Regions from separate parts of the Capra hircus genome. Here region 2 is linked to region 1. A link is a contact called in public Hi-C data. All regions are on one chromosome and are shown on one strand. Each heading gives the region's core, a stretch centred on a gene start, on an enhancer-like site or on the middle of the called end of the contact. The rest is flanking DNA. Distances are from core to core; before and after follow the strand shown.

What was found. A called contact is a pair of places that touch in the nucleus more often than the background predicts.
Region 2: a contact with region 1 is called in a Hi-C map of blood, with 4 times the contacts expected there. The contact joins two enhancer-like sites. A contact is called at or near these places in 3 of 5 Hi-C or Micro-C datasets (all in blood).

What each region holds. Positions count from the first base shown.
Region 1 is chr7:88,526,288-88,530,556 of ARS1.2, reverse strand. It overlaps SLC22A5 (solute carrier family 22 member 5), which reads right to left. Exons shown (of 10, transcript XM_005682678.3): 4 at 2,950-3,121; 5 at 1,615-1,741. Among named protein-coding and RNA genes, the nearest start is that of SLC22A5, 17 kb to the right of the region's middle. Within about 2 kb of position 2,001, at least 4 of the 5 cell types and tissues checked have an H3K27ac peak or open chromatin away from gene starts, as enhancers often do.
Region 2 is chr7:88,644,831-88,649,099 of ARS1.2, reverse strand. No RefSeq gene overlaps it. Among named protein-coding and RNA genes, the nearest start is that of IRF1, 9.2 kb to the right of the region's middle. Within about 2 kb of position 2,294, at least 1 of the 5 cell types and tissues checked has an H3K27ac peak or open chromatin away from gene starts, as enhancers often do.

The DNA.
Region 1 (4,269 bases), core at 752-3,251:
GCTTGAAAAGAAGAGTAGGTGTAGAGGCTGTTCTTGGGCTGCAGAAGGCTTCACCAGGCCTTGTCGATAACAAATTAGTGAACAAGAAAGAGGAGTAAAAGTAAGTGACCAGCCTGTAACGTAATGCAGCCAAGGAGGAGGCCTACGCTGATTGCTCTCTCTTAGCACCATCCCGAACCCCGTCAATGGCCACATTCCAGGGAGGCCTCTGAGCATTCCTTCCCAAGCCTGGCTCCCAGCCTTCTGGGTCAGAGAGAGAAACTGGCTGTGTAGTTTATTGATATGGTATTTTTTTTAAAGAATTAATGTTTTTTGGTCCTCCTACCATGTAGTTACTGGTCTACTTCCAAGGAAAAAAAAATTTCAGATAGAAAAACAGGAAAATTGACCTTGGCTTCACCCAGTGTAACTTCCTATGAAACTTGGCACAGCCAAGGACATTAATAAACTACACGTCTAAACACACTGATGTTGCTTTCTTAAGCAAACCCAGCTTTGGAGTCTGTTTTTCCTGAGTTAGCAGTTCAACAAAAGGTCAACTTTTGACCTAACTGATCCCCTGAAATAGCCTCATTCCTATAAAAATGCCAGTGGATTCATGGGTTCACCAGACTGACCTCTGCAAAGCTACCAAGGCTACCTAACTCAGAAGCCTTCCCTGCCATCTACCCCTTACTGAACTCTGACCAAGTCCTTTCTAGGACATCCGAGTAGGAGCTGGTGCTGGGCCACTTCTTAACTGTGAGGCTGGCAGAGCCATCAGTGGCCAGTGGCTTCTTTGCCTCCTCTAGTAACTGGTCTCTCTTTCCCAAGCCTAAACTCTGTATTGGAAGTCAGACTGGCTCGAACGCGCCTTTGCACCCAGCAATATGCTCCTGCTGGCTCTTTCCACAGCCAGGCCCTTGTCTTTGTCAGAGCAGAGACATACTCCAGAATCCCATCAGCCAACAATGACATCTAAGCTCTTCTGGGAGCCACGGGACTGAGGAAAACTGCTCGTTACAGACAGGGTGGAAACACAGGGAACAGGAAAGAGAAGCAAGACCCAGGAATCAGGCAGAGCCAGGAAATTACTCACTGCATGGGAGAACAGGGTTTGCAGGAGGGTGTGAGGTTGGGGGAGGGCGGATGTCGAAAAGGACCTGGCTCTAAGACGATGCTCAACCACTCCCCACTGGTAGGCGGAAGGAGACAGGACAGTTTTAACTCCTAATCTATTTTTGTTTCATATTTTAGGCAGTGCATTTTTTTTTAAAATTAGAAACTGCCCAAGGTATAAGAAACAATGATTTCCCAGAATGCCAACTTCATGGAAGACCTTTTACACATAAAGAGTTTTTATTATGAAAAGTAATGGTTTAACTGTATGATCACCTAAAAGAGAAGATGTCTACAAAGTATGAAAATCTAAAATCCACAGGAAAGGTAAAGGAATTGAGGCAGCTGGCACCTTCTCAATTTCTGAATTTTAACAGGACCTGCCTTGGGGGCAGCTGGGGCTTGGGCATAGAGAGGGCCAGGCTGCTGTGTAAAGGGAGGGCTTTGGGGCTGTGTGATGCTGACCTAAAATTGTGGTCACCGGGACCCTCCCACCAGCCCCTGCACGGTGCTCACCTCACTGGAGTCAAAGATGGTTGAAGGTGCAATGATCCCATTGGTTTTGGCAGCCCTACGGATGATCACCTCTGCCTCCTGAAATCGTCCCTGAGAGATGAGCCATCGGGGGGACTCAGGGATGAACCTGGAAGTACAAGAAGCAATCTCACTGAGCCTTCTGTCCCTCAGACCAGGTGGAGCACACGTGGAGGTGGGAAGTGGGGTTTCAGAACCAGAGCGAGGCTTGAGGAATGTTTGATACTTCCATGCCAGAAGCTAAGAGATGCACTGTGCTACAGCCAGTAAGTGTGAGCCTCTGATCACACTGGAGTACACAGAATTTACAGGGGCCGACACACCCTGATGGGTGGGATTCCTCCCTGGCTGGCCACCTCCCATTTCTGAGGAGTGGTGGTGCCACCTGCTGGACACTAAGTAGACAGGCGTAACGTGGGTTCCTGCAGCCCGGCTTCTGTCATGGGCTGAGCTGGGGCGGGGGGGCGGGGGGGGGGACACACCTCACCTTGCTGTACTCCCCTGCTTGTTCCTGGCATCCCCAGAAGCTTTTCCACTGGCCTCTGACAGCTTCTAGTTTGTCGTCATCCCTCCCTCCTTGATTTTTCCACTTGACTCTCTATAGGGCACTTGGGTGTTCTGAGACTTTGTGGGTCTTATTTTCTACCTCACCAGGTGGCCTCTGCCCTTGGGTCATAACCAGGACTCATCTGTGTCTTCTGTGCCCTGTATCTTCTCCCACTATCCTCTGCAATGTTCTCACATCCACGTGGGCCAGGGACCTCACCATCCCTACCTGCAACGTGGGATTCCCGCCTCAGCTGCATTCTCTCTCTTCGTATGGAATAGCCTTCTCTCTGCTTGTCCAGCTCTATCTTGGAGGCTAAGATGGAGCCTGGCTTCCTCCATCCTGCTGCCTGGAGGACTCTCACAACGTGCTACCTCTTCTCTCAGTCCTGTGGCCTGAGGCTGTAGCAGCACGCAACCACAGCCAGGGCCTAAGCTGTCTTGTCCTGCGGTCTGACAGCTTCCTGGAGGTCATGCTGGACTATCGTCTTGCAGCTACTGCTTTTTCCTCTGTCTACACTCCGATCAACCCAGCACAGGGCTGAGAACAAGTCTGTTGATTTCCTGAAGTTGTTTTGTTTTTGGCTTTTCTGTGGATGGAAAAACATTCTGAAAGAACTTAGGATGTGTGGGTTGCTGCTGCCCCCTAGTGAAAGCCAGACAGAAGACACCCTGCTGGTGTCTTCTACAGCCTCATGCCACAGGACCGAAAGAAGAGGGAGCACATTGTAAGTGAGAGTCCTCCAGGTGCCAGGCACAGGGCACACTCACCACCACAGCGCTGCACACAGCACCCCCGGCACCGTCAGCGCCAGCAGCAGCATCCGCCAGTCTCTGATGAAGTAAGCAAACAGTGGCAGCAGCATGTAGCCAAATGCATAAAATATGCACACGCCTAACGTAGAGAATATAATACGAACTGACTTGCCAAGAATTTCTGTTCCTGTTCAAAACAAGGGAGGAGTCGAGTTAGTATTTTAATTCTGGTCATTTCCTTATTCATCTTCTCTTGTGTAATTTTCAACATACAGATAAGGGATCAGGCAGAATTATCTCAAAAGTTTCTAAGCCTTTGGGAGGGACAGGATTCTGACCACCTGCCGCCATCACTTCCTGAAACCCTATGCTAAAGATGCCATGTGGGGCCTCAAATTTAAATCTTCACTGAGGAAGGGTTCATTAAAGGAGAAGTTGCTATTATAGCCACATGTACTGACTATTGCACTTTTAAGAAAAAATTTTCTATTAAATGTGAAGAGAAACAAATAATCCTTTCAACAATCAACCCAAGGAACCTAATGACCCAAAAGCTAGAGTTAGGGTCCTCTGAACAGTGAAACTGGCAGCTTCTCAGTGAAAGCAGGCCAAACCCTTGCACTGTGGATTATGAATTAAAACCGTGAAGGTCTCGTGACTAAAGCCCACCCCCATCAAGTCATTCTTTTTTAAAAAAGATTTTTAAACAAATGTGGACCATTTTTAAAGTCTTTATTGACTTTTTTACAACATTGCTTCTGTTTCGGGTTTTGTTTTGTTTTGTTTTGCCCATAGGCATGTGGCATCTTAGCTTCACAACCAGGAATTGAACTCTCACCCTCTGCATTGGAAGGCAAAGTCTTAACCACTGGACCACCAAGGATGTCCCTCAATTCACTCTTGCCAGTCAATTTCACTAGCCACTGTGTGTTTCAGAAGAGGCAGTTTTCTTCCTTGGTGAGCCTGCCAATCATGGCCCTTGGTCCTCATGTCATGCCTTCCTCTTTCCTTAGCTACCCCAGCCCTGGGAAATGGCAGGCCCTATTTTTAACAGAAGATGTTTAGGTGAACTCTAGCAAAATGGCCATCAAGTACTAATGAGACCAAGGTGCCACACGTTGGGGGCCAGAGAAGAACTGGAAATCAGCAGTTAGGCTATCGTGCTGCTGGGGACACAAGGCTGGGTGGGCACTTGGAGGACTCCCTTTCTATGCCTCCTAATTGGGTCCACCAAGGATCCCTGGTTGGCACTGGCAGAGACCACCTCCCCGAAGGGACATCACAGCTGTCCCCAGAAAGTGGGTGGTGGGATGATGGTGAAACACAGAATCAAGT
Region 2 (4,269 bases), core at 1,045-3,544, 120 kb before region 1:
GGCCCTCAGTCCCAAGACAAATCACTCTAGGGATCAGAGGGGTTACTCTGGGAGAACCTGATGGGGTTCCTGGGCCCACCTGAAGAGATGTGTGCTCAGCCTAGGATGCGGGCCTTCTTGGGCCATGACCCCAGGGGAGAAGACAGGGTCCTCGTTCTCTTGCCACCCGAGAAGTCACCTTCAGTTCAGTTCAGTTCAGTGGCTCAGTCGTGTCCTACTCTTTGTGACCCCATGAATTGCAGCACGCCAGGCCTCCCTGTCCATCACCAACTCCTGGAGTTCACTCAGACTCATGTCAGTCAAGTCGGTGATGCCATCCAGCCATCTCATCCTCTGTTGTCCCCTTCTCCTCCTGCCCCCAATCCCTCCCAGCATCAGGGTCTTTTCCAATGAGTCAACTCTTTGCATGAGGTGACCAAAGTATTGGAGTTTCAGCTTTAGCATCATTCCTTCCAAAGAACACCCAGGGCTGATCTCCTTTAGGATGGACTGGTTGGATCTCTTTGCAGTCCAAGGGACTCTCAAGAGTCTTCTCCAACACCACAGTTCAAAAGCATCAATTCTTTGGCGCTCAGCTTTCTTCACAGTCCAACTCTCACATCCATACATGACCACTGGAAAAACCATAGCCTTGACTAGACGGACCTTTGTTGGCAAAGTAATGTCTCTGCTTTTTAATATGTTATCTAGCTTGGTCATAACTTTCCTTCCAAGGATTACGCGTCTTTTAATTTCATGGCTGCAATCACCATCTGCAGTGATTTTGGAGCCCCAAAAAAATGAAGTCTGACACTGCTTCCACTGTTTCCCTATCTACTTCCCATGAAGTGATGGGAGCAGATGCTATAATCTTCATTTTCTGAATGTTGAGCTTTAAGTCAACTTTTTCACTCTCCTCTTTCACTTTCATCAAGAGGCTCTTTAGTTCCTCTTCACTTTCTGCCATAAGGGTGGTATCATCTGCATATCTGAGGTTATTGATATTTCTCCTGGCAATCTTGATTCCAGCTTGTGCTTCATCCAGCCCAGCGTTTCTCATGATGTACTCTGCGTATAAATTAAATAAGCACGGTGACAATATACAGCCTTGATGTACTCCTTTTCCTATTTGGAACCTGTCTGTTGTTCCATCCAGTTCTGTTACTTCCTGACCTGCATACAGGTTTCTCAGATGGGTCTGGTATTCCCATCTCTTTCAGAATTTTCCAGTTTATTGTGATCCACACAGTCAAAGGCTTTGGCATAGTCAATAAAGCAGAAATAGAAAACCCCATCTCTTCCTTTTCTTGCAGTCGGCTAAAGGCTACTGACCAGGAAACAGGTACTCTGTTTACCAGGTGGCTCCTGCCTATCTCCCTTAGCCAAAGTCCACCCTCAATTCCTGCTCACACCCTTTAAGCCAGCATTGTCTCTGCACCCTTTTTTCTTCCCTAGACTCTAAGAACGGAGAAGGTAGTGGCACCCCACTCCAGTACTCTTGCCTGGAGAATCCCATGGACGAAGGAGCCTGGTGGGCTGCAGTCCATGGGGTCGCTAAGAGTCAGACACGACTGAGCGACTTCACTTTCACTTTTTACTTTCATGCATTGGAGAAGGAAATGGCAACCCACTCCAGTGTTCTTGCCTGGAGAATCCCAGGGACGGGGCAGCCTAGTGGGCTGCCGTCTATGGGGTTGCACAGAGTTGGACAGGACTGAAAAGACAGCAGCAGCAGCTGCAGCAGCAGACTCCAAGAAGGGTGCTATCCAGCAGGGGGCGCTGCGGTCACAGGGTCAGAGCTTTCAGAGGGCTGGGACTTGAGAGTAGGACTCGGGTCCCCTGGGAACACAGGTGGACATGGGGGTGGACTCTGGTCCTGCTAGACAGCAGAGGGATGATGAATTTATAGAACACTGCATCCAGCAGTGGGGCACCCTTATCCAGCCTTCCTGGCCTGTTGTACCCACACACCCAGCGTCCAAAGGGCAGGGCCAAACAGTGCTGGTATGTCGTTTCAGGTTCTGGCTGTGATCACCAGTGACCTGGGTATTCCTGGGACAATGTGTGAATTTTTATCACCTTTCCTACACTTTAGCTCAATGCCCTCAGCCCCCCAGACTCATAGCCTGAGATCAAAGCAATGGCCCCTTAGGCAAAGTGGGGAATCTCCCTACATTTCTCCCAGAATGGGGAACCTTGGGAAGGCCTGGGAAGGGTTCTACTCCAACCCACCTCACATCCGGGCCATCCACGGATATTGCTGTCAACTAAACTCACTTCTCTCCATCCCCTGTGGCCAGAGCCCCAACCCACGTGGAGCGACCCGAGCTGCCTCCTATCCATTGCCCTGCCTCGGTTTGCACCAGGGTCCCAGACAAGGGCAATGCAAGTAGGGGCCTGCGGCATGACATTCAAGGGGAGGCACTCACTCTCGTGGTCAAGCAGGAACACAGTTGCGTGAGCGTTTCCTCCACAGAGAGATTTCTGAAGCACAGATCAGACTCTCAGTTTCACCCTGCACAGCCAGGATCAAGTCCATACTTCTGAGGAGCACTAAAGCCTCTTCACGGTATGGCTCTTGTGGGCTGGTCCAGCCTTAGTTCCTGGAGCAGCCATACAAGGCCACAAGGCCACACCACAAGCAGGATCTGTCCTGCACTTGGGAGCCTCCAGACTTTTGCTTGGGCTGTGCCTACAATCTAAACACGCTCTCCCACGGCTGACTCATCACCCTTCCAGGCCCTTGAATGCTAGTTCCTCAGAGTGGCTGCCTGTGAACTCTGGCAGAGATAAATCACTTCTATCCCTACGTCCCAGCATCTCTGCTCCTTTCCCTCATACTACAGGTAGGATATACATCTGTCATTCTGGAATCAAGTGCACTTACTAATTGTCTGCTGTTTGTAAGGAGTGAGCTGGGTGCCAGGAGGGGGCTCTGAGGGTAATAACCCCATCTTTTGTCCGCAGAGAGCTCATATCCAGGGTAGCGGTGGGGACCGTGCCGACTCACTTCGAAGTGCCTCTGCATGGCTGGTACAGGCATGAGGCTGAGAAACATTGCATGCCCATCAGATGCCCCTATGTCTTCAGCCTTCTAGAGTCACCACTCAACTAGCAACAAAGAATACATGTGTGCTCCAGCCCATGCAGCTGTGGGATGTCTTCTCCAACATTCTTGAGGGTTCTTGAGGAAAGGAGACTAATTTTTGTTTCCTGGCAGTGATGAGTCACCAGGGGCCTCCTGGCTAAGAGTGCCTTCTCCCAGCAAACCCTGGTCCATTTTACCCCCAATGTGGACCGAGTCCTCTGAAATACTCCCAGAGCAGCAATCTAGGAGTTAGCTATCACAATGGCTATCTGACCTGGTGACATGATCATTGTAGTCTCTCACTTGCCAAGCTGGAGGGCAGTCGGTCATGCTTTCTCCGGACTATCCAGGCAGGTGGCTCTCTGCTGACCCTTCATCCCTCCTGCCCGTCAGTCAGTCAGTCAAGAGAGACTTTCTTGATACTCACTCATGCAGAGAAAGGACTGGAACCTCTCACACTTAGCTGAGGTTCTATCTAAATTGAGGCCTTTGTGGACCTACCTTCCAGGAGAGGAAGAGAAACCCTACCTGACGTTAAGAGCCCCTTTCCCTTTTATGTGGCTGGCTGGCCAATGTCACTGGACACCCAGTCTCTCTGCATGACTGGGAGAGGACACACGTGTGAAGACAACTGAAGAGGGAGCAAAGATCCTCTTGGAATGACAGAACCGCACAGAAATGACCACAGTGATGCTCAGGAAAGCCATGTCCCTCCCTTCTTCCTTCCCACTGGGGGCATACTGATCCGAATCCATCATCCATCCATCTATCCCCATCCATGCCGCACCTCGCTCATAGGGTATCTGCTGTGCTCAGGCGAAGCTGGATCCTGGGGTTATAGCAGTGAACAGGACAGAGCACCTGCTGGGCCAATCCCCTTTTCTCCTGTCTCTTGCCCTGTTTTCCTTCTATGAACATTCCTATAACTCAGCAGTTGCTGAATCCAAGCTACAAAGACATATTCTTGTTGATATTTTCTAGCTTAAGCTACATCTACTGTTTCCAAAATGAGACAGCAAATGAAGTCCGATGTAGACACTCGAAGACCAGGTTTCTTCTCCAAGTCCACTTTATGGGAGAGGATCAGGGATCGGGGTTGAGTTCTCTGCCTCAAAGAGACTGTTTGGACTAGGCAGAGGACCAGCAACAGTGGGTCCAGACTTGGGCCACAAGAGAAGGAGGAGACAAGACCTTATTTGGTC